2 separate regions of the Arachis hypogaea genome follow, and region 2 is linked to region 1. Evidence: chromatin contacts called from public Hi-C data. All regions are on one chromosome and are shown on one strand. Each heading gives the region's core, a stretch centred on a gene start, on an enhancer-like site or on the middle of the called end of the contact. The rest is flanking DNA. Distances are from core to core; before and after follow the strand shown.

Region 1 (5,741 bases), core at 1,303-3,802:
TCCAGAAGTAATAAATGAAACTCATTATGGGTCTGGCATAGAATTTGTAGCTGACATGATTTGTCGGAGCAGTGTGATAAGGTGGGGTCTGTCTTAAACTGTTGAACTTCAAATTCAGAAGTAGTTGGATTTGGTAGTCGTCACCAGTTTTATCATTTCAAATTTTTATGTGATCGACAGTGCTGCTGATAATTTTCAATCAAAAGATTATGAGACAAGTGCAGAACTCTTTGAAAAATCAATGCTGTATATTCCGTATGATACAGAGAACAGAATACTTCGAGCCAAAGGCTTTAGAGTTTTGTGTCTCTGCTACCTTGGTCTCATGCGGCTTGATCGTGCTCAAGAATACATAAATGAGGCTGAAAAGGTATTGTACAAGAGTCACGGACTAACGACAATGAGAATGTTGAATTTATTAATCTGATTTTTACCTACCTATGAAACCCTGATATATTATTCATAATTTTCAATTTCTGCAGCTTGAGCCCAACGTTGTTTGTGCTTTTCTTAAGGTGCCGAACTCTCTCTCTCTCTCTCTCTCTCTCTCTCTCTCTCTCTCTCTCTCTCTCTCTCTCTCTCTCTCTCTCTCTCTCTCTCTCTCTCTCTCTCGGGCTTCAATATCTAATCATACAAATATTTATGTGGAATTTATCTAACCATACAAATATTTGTTAATGATTTAATAATGGGAAGTTTATATTGAAAAACTAAAAGCTTAAGTGTCCAATGCATTAAATATAATCAAAATTTAAAAGCTTTCCCTGTCTAGAAAGTAGAATCATTTAACTTGTGACCTTAGCAAAGCACCATATTGATATAGGAGGTCTATAGTAGCAGAAAATTCATAAAGTTTACTGATAGGTCGATTTCCCATGTTATTCTTTAGGTTGATCACACAACTTTAAGACCAACCCATTTTCTTTTCATTAGGATAACACTCTTGATTGATATGAAATGATAGCTTACAGTAGCGTTCATTTGTTCAAGTCAGTTCAAAATTTATCTCCAGAAGAATGACCACCAAGGTGCTATTGCTCAAATCGAAGCGATGACTGCATGCCTTGACTTTCAACCAGATTTTCTGTCACTTTCATCCCATGAAGCTGTTGCTTGCCATGCTCTTCCTGTTGCTGTTGCTTCTTTATCAAGTATGCTAAATTTATACACTTCAGGGAAGTCCATGCCAACAACAGAAGTAACAGTCCTTCGCACCTTGGTAACAGTCCTCTCTCAAGAACCAGGCAATGAGCAACAAGTCCTCAAATTCTTAAAACACGCTCATACCCGGGCATCTGATCTTGGTCCTGATTGTTTCTTTGGAAAAGAAGAGGTTGGAAGACGGGAACGGAATTGGTTTGCTGTGACTTCCTGGAACCTTGGTTCAAAAACAGGGAAGGATAAGAACTATGACTTATCTGCTGAGTTCTTAAGATTGGCATCAGATTTTTATGCCCTACTTGAAGGGTCCACTGAGAACAATATCATGGTTTGTAAGTCACTAGTACTTTCTGTATCATCAATGGTAGCTTTAGAATTTCAAAGGGAGGCTGCTATGTCAGAAAATGAAGTCAAGCGAGCTGTACCATTGCTAGAAAGAGCCGGGCAGGTATGAAATTTGAGGGGTTTTTATTTTTTATTTCATTAAGTGTACTATGCTAATAAGTAGACATTGGAGAGTATTTAGTTTTTGGTTTTGTTTTAATTTGGAATCCTGTTGAATATTGTCTTGTTTCTCTGTTGTGTATGCAGATGCTGAAGTCAATTACAGCTGGGAACTCACTCAGCGATGATCAAGATACCATTGATCCTGAACTTTTTTTCATATACACTTTCTGTGCTTATGACATACAAGGCAGGCTGAATGATTTAGGTTCACAACTCCTCAGTGTGAGAAGTTTCGCCAATTCAAAGGCCTGCAAACCCCACCACCTCCTTCAGATAGGCCTCTATGCCTCCCAGGGTGTGCGGTCGAATCATGAAGTAGCCACCTTTGCTCTAAATGAGTGCCTCTCATCTTTCCTTTCATCATCGACTCCAGATTATCAAAACGTTGCCCTTGTTGTTCGCAAGCTTATAGCCATCGCCAGCATTCACAAGGGCGATACAGACGATGATCTTGTGTATGGCATGTACAAACAAGCATACCGGATAATGGTTGGTTTGAAGGAAGATGAGTATCCAGTTGAAGAAGGAAAATGGCTAGCTATGACTGCATGGAACCGAGCAGCAGTGCCAGTGCGGTTGGGTCAGATTGAATTGGGCAAGAAATGGATGACTGTTGGCTTAGACATTGCAAAGCATGTTTCGGGGATGGATGCTTACAAAGCATGCATGGAAGATCTCCTTGGCACATTGGAAAAGAAACCTTGATATGGAATGAATCTAAAATCCAGTTTCTGACAATTGAAAAAACTCTATACATCTTGCACAGGAAGGAAGTCATATAGGACTAATAGAATAGGAGTGTATAAATTAAAAAATAGCTGGTGTTTATGCTTTGTTAGTGTTCCGTAAGATTTATAAATAGAATTTAACTAGAATTCTATTTTGGGGGGGTTTTCTTTCACCAAACAGTAAAATTGGCTGATTTTTGTCCTAACAATTAAGAATTAACAACTATTTTCATTACTTAAAAGAAAAGTAATATTTTTATACTCTTACACAGATAATAAACATCAAAATCATACTAATTATGTTTTGTCTAGATTATTTTTTTTGTATTTTTTATTTTAAATTAAATTATAAAATCCCCTCTGGAATTCCGGATATAGAAAGGAGTTTTGAATAGAATAAAATAATGTGTTCAAGTACAGGACATATATTTTATGTTCATAACATAGATAAGATACACATAAAGTAAGCCCTATCTCTATCCTTGTGTATGTAATTTCTCTCCCTTGTCATGGATTCACCATCTCTATTCCTCTCCTCTTATCCACTCTTCAACAAAAACCACCCTAAAACCCAGAAATTCCCCACCTTCAAAGCCTCCTCTTTACTCTCAAACCATCACACACCACACTCTTCACCCCAATCCTCTACATCTTCTCCTCAACCCTGCAAGAATATATCATTTTCCACACTCCAAACCCATTCTCCTAGCTCACTTCAAAACCTTCTCTTTCCCCAAAATCTCTTATCAAAATCTTGCTTTTCATTAACTGTGATTGACCTCTTTGCTTCTCTTCCATCCCTTGCTGACGAAGCTGCAGCATCATCCCCTTTAGTTGAGTCAGATGCAGGCAAAATCAACTTGGAAGAAATTCTGGTCTCCATTGATAATTTCTTCAACAGATACCCATTTTTTGTTGCTGGGGTTACCTTCATTTGGCTTGTTGTTATACCAATTGCACAAGAGTATTTCAGGAAGTACAAGTTTGTGTCAGCCATTGATGCTTTCAGGAAACTAAGGGATGACCCTGATTCGCAACTCTTGGATATCAGGGACAGAAAGAATGTGAAGTTTTTGGGGTCCCCCAACTTGAAACTGTTGAATAAGGAAGCGGTGAAGGTTGAGTTCACAGAGGGAAACGAAGATGGGTTTGTGAAGAAGGTTTTGGGGAGATTCAAGGAACCTCCAAACACTGTTCTCTGTGTTTTGGACAGGTAACAGGGTTCATAGAAAAGTAATTCAAATTGAATTCTGCATCACGTACAATCTGTGTGATCAAGATATTAAGATTTTTTTTTTCATTTGGCATTTACAGGAATGGATGACACTAGTGAGTAGATATAAGATATGCTTAACATGTTTAGCTACCGAAGATGTTTAAATAATAAATTAACATTTTGTTTTCATTTTTCTTTTCTTCGTCATTTAGGGATATAATAAATTTTGGTGCAGATCTTCATTTTATATTTTGTATAAGATACACCCCTCTGTGGCTTCTATTGTGTGTTTTGGCGAATTTGGATATAATTTGGAGAATAAAACTCCAGTTATCTAATCATTGTTCTCTCAAGTCTCAGAATGATTTTATTTTAATGTGACACAACCTTTTTGTTGACTTTGCATGATAAAATCCAATTTTCTAAACATAATTTATGACTGAACATTATAACATCAATGTAGCTGTGTGGAGTTTGCAGTTAATAATAGCTTGTATCCTTTAACTTGATTTCTCAAATTTCTCCTTTTCATCTTTCAATATATTATTGTGAATGAATGCATAGTTGATTGATTCAAACTCTGGTTATCTTGCTTGGAAAGTGCTGCAAAATTCAAGTGCAGCAATAAGCTGATGATCTGTTTTAATCATAGATTTGGTTTGCCATTTCTGTTATATTGTCTTCTCCTTCACATTTTACATTTCAAATCAAGGATTGGAAAAGAATAAAAATAAATAAAAATCTGTTTACGGAAAGATTCTTAACTAAGATTATATAAGTCACTTTGTTGACTAAAGTATTTTCATTTCTTTTACCCTACATTATATAATACATGTTAGCAACTTTTCTCATTTCTCTCTTTTTTGAGTGGAAGGTAGTTTTGACGGTAATTCATTGAAAGCTGCTGAGTTGCTATTCAAGAATGGCTTCAAAGAGGTCTATGCGATCAGAGGTGGAGTTAGAGGACAGCAAGGGTGGATGGTATGACCTTTCTCTTCTCTTTTGCATGTTGTTTTATTTAGCTAAATGCACAGTACATCCTGCGAAAACTATTCAAATTTGACGTAACTTGACATTCTTACATATTACAATACATAGAACAATCTAAATATGACATTCCAAAATCAAATTTTAGTAAATTCCATACTGTGCTTCAACTTGAGTTAACTGAGAAATGATTGTATTTGGTTTTGGAAAATCAGGATTTACTTGATCTTTGTGCTTACAGGCTATACAGGATAGCCTTTTGCCGCCATCAGTGCACATTAAAAGAAGGAAGAAGAAAAAAGCTTCACAAGAAGTCGGTGCAAATGGAAATGGAGCCATTCAGCAAAATGATAGTAATTATGAGAGCGCCTCAACCCCTGATATTCCTGCAGATGGAAATCAAGAAAAAGAGAATGGTCATGTGAAAAGGTCTGAAGAGTCTGTTCCAGAAGGGAAAATCAGTTCAGTAGTTTCTTCCTCTCCCTATCCCAATGTATGCTCTCTCTCTCTCTCTCTCTCGTGCTAAAATGCATGTTGATTGCTGAGTTCTGCAATTTTTGTAACATATTTTAATTGTTTAGCAGATTTGTAAATTAGCAATAGCATTGTAGGCCTTAATGTTATCTTGGTTTTGAAGATTGACATTGAATTGGTTTACTGAAGTATAACTAATCCTAGGGATTTGTATTAACATTTTTCAAGATTGGATTTGTAAATAACCCTAGGCACAGCTCAATTCTTACCTATGTGATGTTATTAATGCTGTTGTATTAGATGACATACAATGACTACCTGTAGAGATTGGAAAGAGAATCAGGAAGATTGATGTGGAAGGATCATAAGATGGATTTTAGGGTGAAGCCCGTCGGTTCATCGGACCTATGGGGTGTTTTAATCCTTCCGACAATGGTTCTTTTAAGCCCAGGTTACTTGGTTAAGGGGAATGAGCAACTAATACTCCAACCAACCCTTCATTGGTAGAAACCTATATTATTTCATATATGCTAATGCAGGACTAAGAATTACCTCTTTTTTTTTTTTTTAGTTTTCTTTGTATATGAATCTTCTAGTTGCTTCCCTTCGAATAACCTTATTGCATGACTGCATTTTCGGTTGAGGGAATGAACAATTGACAATTCCAA
Region 2 (5,478 bases), core at 1,810-4,309, 99 kb after region 1:
GAGAATTAAATTCAAGATGAGAAAGTTTTGACATAATAAAAATTTATTACCGGAGTCTTTCTAAACTTTGATCAGAGTCTTGTGCTTTGTGCTGATAGCATCTTCTAAAATAAATAAATAAATAAGAAAGAGAAAATAAATATAAATAGAAGACTTTAATATTAATATTCACTAATATTATTATGTCAATATAATAGAGATGATTCATATATATTCACTAATATTATATGTGGTAGTGTGCATATATTGCTGTGTGTTGTTTCAAGCATAGCTTCTCTTATTTATATATGTAACAAACTTTCATTTTTAAATTTCATTTATTTGAATTTGTCTTAAAAAGTAATTCCTTTAATATTGAAAAAGTTAGCCACTCAAATCATAAATGGACATCCATGTGTCTCTTTTTATCACAACAAATATATCCCTTTTGTCACTTATTAGTTTTTTTTTTTTTTTTTTAAATCATCACTCATTATTTTTCTATATCAAATTTATAATTAACATTGTAAAGAAATTTTATTTCTAAATAATTCTTGAAGAATTGTTGATGATAGTGATGAATTTATGTTAGATGTAAAACGGTTATGTTTCCTCCCTAACGGCTTAAATTTTTAGAATAAATAATTTTATAATAATATATCAAACTATCATCAGTTACTAGAGATAGAAGTAGGTCGGATTACTCGACAAAAATTTGTGACTCAACTCGACTCATTTTATTAAACATTAACATGCTAGATTTAAGTTTTTTGTAAAATCTATTAATTTAAAAGGTTAGGTGATAGACTTTAAAAAAAGTCTACAAAATTCGTTGAGTCGACTCTCAAAATACTTTTTGTGAAACTAAGTTATTCTTAGTTTAGATTTTTCAACTATTTATTTATATTAAATCTAAAACAAAATTAAAAAAAAAATCTATAAGCAATACTAATTAAGATCGTAATTTTTTTTTCAAAAAAAAAGTTATAGATTATAAGTATGATTACAATATGTGACTAAGAATTGATATATAAATGATCTTTTTTACAAATTATGAATTATAAATTTTAAAATCTATTTAATGTCGTCAATTTAGATGTTTTAAGTTTATTGTTTTTTGAATTCTAATTTACGAAATAGAATTTTCAAATAGACTCCTGAACTTGTCGAACTTTAAACACACTATGTTTGAATCTGAAAAAAACTTATAAAAAGTAACAGATCTAAATTTGAGCTATTTACAGTATAAATCAAACTCGTGAAAATCAAAACTCGACTCAATCCATTTAGTTTCTATCGTTATCAGTTACTATGTGGCTAACAAATTTATAGTTCAATCTTCAAAAGTCAAGATAAATAATTTCAGTATAAAATAAATAAAGAAAAGAGAATACGTCTTTGAAAAATCAATAACTAAAGTCACTAGAATATCTAGAGTTATAGTACACTTGAAATACTTTCCTAAGTAGTAGCGTATGGGAAAGTTGTATGTTGTATATTTTATTGTTATTTATTTTTAAGTTTTTTTGAATGAGTTTTTAACTTTTTATGAACATGATTTGTGATATAAATTTATCTATTTTTATTTTTTGAATAATAGTTTTGTATATACCAATAAGATAATTATAAAAAAAAAAAACTAAAATGAAAACATAGTTCATTTAATTTGAAAAAAATTAATTATACTTTATTTTTAAATTTAGTCCCATAATACTAGAATTTCGGTTCTGCCCTTAACCATAACAATGATGTGTGGATTGACATTGTTGATTATGGTGGTTATAATGGTGATGATGGTTGAAAGAGAAGAGAAGAAAAAATGTATGATAAAGACAATATTATAATGTAATTTTAAAAATAATTTGAAAAATATTCTTGAAAATAGAGTTTTTAACGAAGTTATACTCTACCAATTCACTTAAGGTTTGGTTAATTTTGATGAATGAACTACTTTTTTTGTAATTAGTTTTGGTATTTTATATTTATATATCATTTAATTATTTTCTTATTCAATAATTCCCCATCCAAAATAATTGTCCATTGTTAAAATTTTATTTAATCCAAAATAATTGTTCACCTAATTAAATTTTTTACTAGTAAGTATAAAATAAAGTTGGAAAAGGAGGATAAAAATGGAAAAAATAGGTAAATAAGTATAATAATTAAATCATTAATAAGAATAATTTTGTACACTTATTTAAATTTATATAGTTAAAATATTAATATTTATTGAATTTATATCTGTAATTATAATTGGACATTTATTTTGAACAAAAAGAAGTACTAATTAAAAAGTTTACTAGAAACTTATCATAGGGTCAATTAGTATTATATTAAGGAAAAGTTTAGGGCCGCCAACTTTTTAAAAAGTTGGCCAGTATTTAACCATTAAAAGAAAATTAAATGATCTCATACCATTGAATTTAATCTCACACCATTAAAAACACTACTGATGGCTAATTGATGGTTACAAAACACAAAAGTTACTGGTCTCCTAGCTAGGGCTGGCAATTCATACCCTACCCGCGAGTACTCAATCTGGTCTAATTCGTTCGGGTAGGGTAGGCTACCCGACCCACTGCGGGTAGGGTAGGGTACGGTCCGGGTATGCTTGCGGGTAGGGTAGGATACGGATTTAGGGTGTACCCTACCCTACCCTACCCGCACCTCATATATAATACATATTTTATAAAAATTAAGTATATAATGAAAGAAGTAAGAGTTGAACCCACAACCTCCCTTATGTAATAACTTACAATAAGTGAACAACTACTAAAACTAATTAGTTAATTTAGTAATTTAGAGCATTAGCTTTTTATTTTTTATGTTATTAATATGTATAAAATTCGAAATGATTGAATTTTATATTTACTTTGGAAAAATTTGATATTTCTGCGGGTAGAGTAGGGTAGGATAGAGTTTAGAATTTTAGAATGCGGGTAGGGTTAGGGTTGAAAGATTCTCAACCCGCGGGTAGGGTTAGGGTAGGCTCCAAACCCTATCCTTCCCTACCCATTGCCAGCCCTACTCCTACCACTCCTCTTGTATGAAAATATATTGTAACATCCTATTTTTATTTTTTTTTATTTTTTAATTGGGTTTGATGAGATTTTTTTATTTTTTTATTTTTGGTCTTGGACTTGATGAGATGTTTGACTCTCATCATCTAGTTGCTTTGGGCAACTTCCTCTAAATTTTAAGACCCAACAATACATAGAAGCCCATAAAAGAAAGGTTTGTATTTTTGCATCTTTGTGAAATATAAAAAAGTTTTTGACAAAGAAGTTTTTCGCTGACAAAAGAATAAGCATCAATTTGAAAAATGCAATGAATATTAGGTACAGAATTTGGCATGAAAAAAAGCTTGGGAATAATTTCGGAAACAAAAACTTGAGAATAATTCGTAGAGTTAAACAAAAAAAAAGAAACAAAGTTTGAAAACCGAAAAAGGCAAAAACATGTTTTTTTATGCATATAACACCCAAAAATGAATATTATCTTGTCCAAAATCGAAAAATGCATATATTCTTATTTCTTGCTCATGATTTTCAATTTCAGTCGAAATGGTTTTCCTTCATCTTGAAAAGGGGTAAAATCAAGGTTACTTAAGAAATTTTACCTCTTTTTATTCAAAGTATAATAAACAAATTATGCATCAGATTTTTTATATTTTATCTCTAATTATGTAGAACAAAACAGTGAGAGAAAGAGAAAAAATTAACACAATTATATATTTTAGTTCAATCTCCAAGTACAATAATACTTACATTCTGTCTCCACTATAGATCATAGTTAAATTTTTACTATATATAAATCAATTACAACTATCAATTCTAATTTAATTCATCAACAACCTATGAACTCAAATTAAGTAAAGAAAAATCAATAAACTCAAACCAAAATCTCTGAACCTGCATATTTAGGGGTGAACGCGGATCGGATCGGATTGGATATGGCTAAAATTTCGATCCGATCCGCACTAAAATCATCAGATCGGATCAGATCCAATATCCGCAGTTTTTAAGGTTGGATCCGATCCGCATATTTGCGGATCGGATCGGATATCGGATATATCCGTAAAATACAAAAATATTTTTAAAAGCTTATTTTTATTAAAAAAATATCAATAAAATTTATTTTTTATTCTTTTAAATATGTTTATTCTTAAAATAATATTAAACATATTTTTCTTGAATAATAGATTAAAATAACATAACATATATGATAATTATTAGTTGAAATAAAACATAAAAAGAATATTTATTCATTTATTTCTTTATTTTTGCGGATACGCGGATACCAACACAAAATCCGCAATCCGATCCGACTAGTGTGCGGATTCGATCCGATCTGATCCGAAAACCTTGCGGATCAGATCCATATCCGCAATTTTCGGATCGAATTCGGATAAATACTGCGGATATGCGGATCAGATCCATCCATAAATACCCCTATGCATATTTAAACCAAAATCCCTGAACCTGCATATTTTAACCACTAAACCCACCAAATTTAGCAACCTTTTAAGCGCTAATCTAGCATAAAGAAGAAAAACTATATAAACTCAAACCAAGTTTTTGTTAACATATCTCTTTTGCCATTTTTAACTCATCAATTTTTTTTAAAGATTTTTCACATAAACATTATTTTAGTCTTTTTTATAGAAAGAGATAGACTTAACAAACAAATAACTATAAAAAATTAAGATATCCTAATACTATATTTTCTAATAATCAAAGAGAGTAACTGGTATTTCTAATTAATATATTGTTGGAGGCAGTTAGGATTGAGCTCTATATATCCCGGAAATAATTCATGAGGTATTCTCGAATCAATGCAATCTTTTCTAACCTGCTTGGTAGGAAATAATAGGGGATGGTTATACTCATCATTATTGCACTAATGTCATGATATTATGCAGTTGAAAATTTATTATCCTGAATAATATATTCATTTTGGGTCCATGATTTTTCATTTGCCTGTGGTTTATCAGTTTATGTGATGATGATAAAGAAATGTGGCAAAGTAAAAGTGAGCAAGAGAAAATTTTTATATGCCCTAATAAAAGAACGAAAATATTTGATAATAAAAAAAAATGAAAATTAATCAAAATTTGTATTATTTAATATCTATTAATTAATATTAAAATTAATAAATATTAAATAAAATATATTTTTTTTACGTTACCGTAAAAGATTCTCTAAAAGAGTCACCGTTATAGTTATCTGGATTAGGCTATGATGAAAAAAGTATAAAATGGTCCTTAAAGAACTTTTTAAAATGATTCTAAATGTGTGGTTGTAATTCAATCTAACAAGTTAGTTTGTAAATTTATGTTTTTATCTAAAATTTATAATAATTATAAAAAGGTCTGAATTATTAATGAAAGATTTTTTTTTATTTGGTTGTCCACGGTATTTTCCAACTCGACAGGTTAATGACTAATCCGTCGCGAATCTGAGCTCTATTTAAAGATTTGTTGCTGACCAATAAATTATT

The links. Hi-C and Micro-C count contacts between places; a contact is called where the count stands out from the background.
Region 2: a Hi-C map of an unstated tissue shows a contact between it and region 1, with 5 times the contacts expected there. The contact joins the enhancer-like site here to the promoter of LOC112744319 in region 1. A contact is called at or near these places in 2 of 8 Hi-C or Micro-C datasets (leaf and an unstated tissue).

Annotation. Positions count from the first base shown.
Region 1 is chr14:134,068,271-134,074,011 of arahy.Tifrunner.gnm2.J5K5, forward strand. LOC112744319 (rhodanese-like domain-containing protein 4A, chloroplastic) reads left to right here and starts at 2,553. Exons shown (of 4, transcript XM_025793904.3): 1 at 2,553-3,609; 2 at 4,491-4,593; 3 at 4,841-5,092. The coding sequence starts at 2,906. It overlaps LOC112744318 (TPR repeat-containing protein ZIP4), which reads left to right. Exons shown (of 5, transcript XM_025793903.3): 2 at 181-370; 3 at 483-515; 4 at 995-1,609; 5 at 1,753-2,543. The coding sequence ends at 2,373.
Region 2 is chr14:134,166,447-134,171,924 of arahy.Tifrunner.gnm2.J5K5, forward strand. No RefSeq gene overlaps it. Among protein-coding and RNA genes, the nearest start is that of LOC112744322, 26 kb to the right of the region's middle. Within about 2 kb of position 3,060, at least 1 of the 3 cell types and tissues checked has open chromatin away from gene starts, as enhancers often do.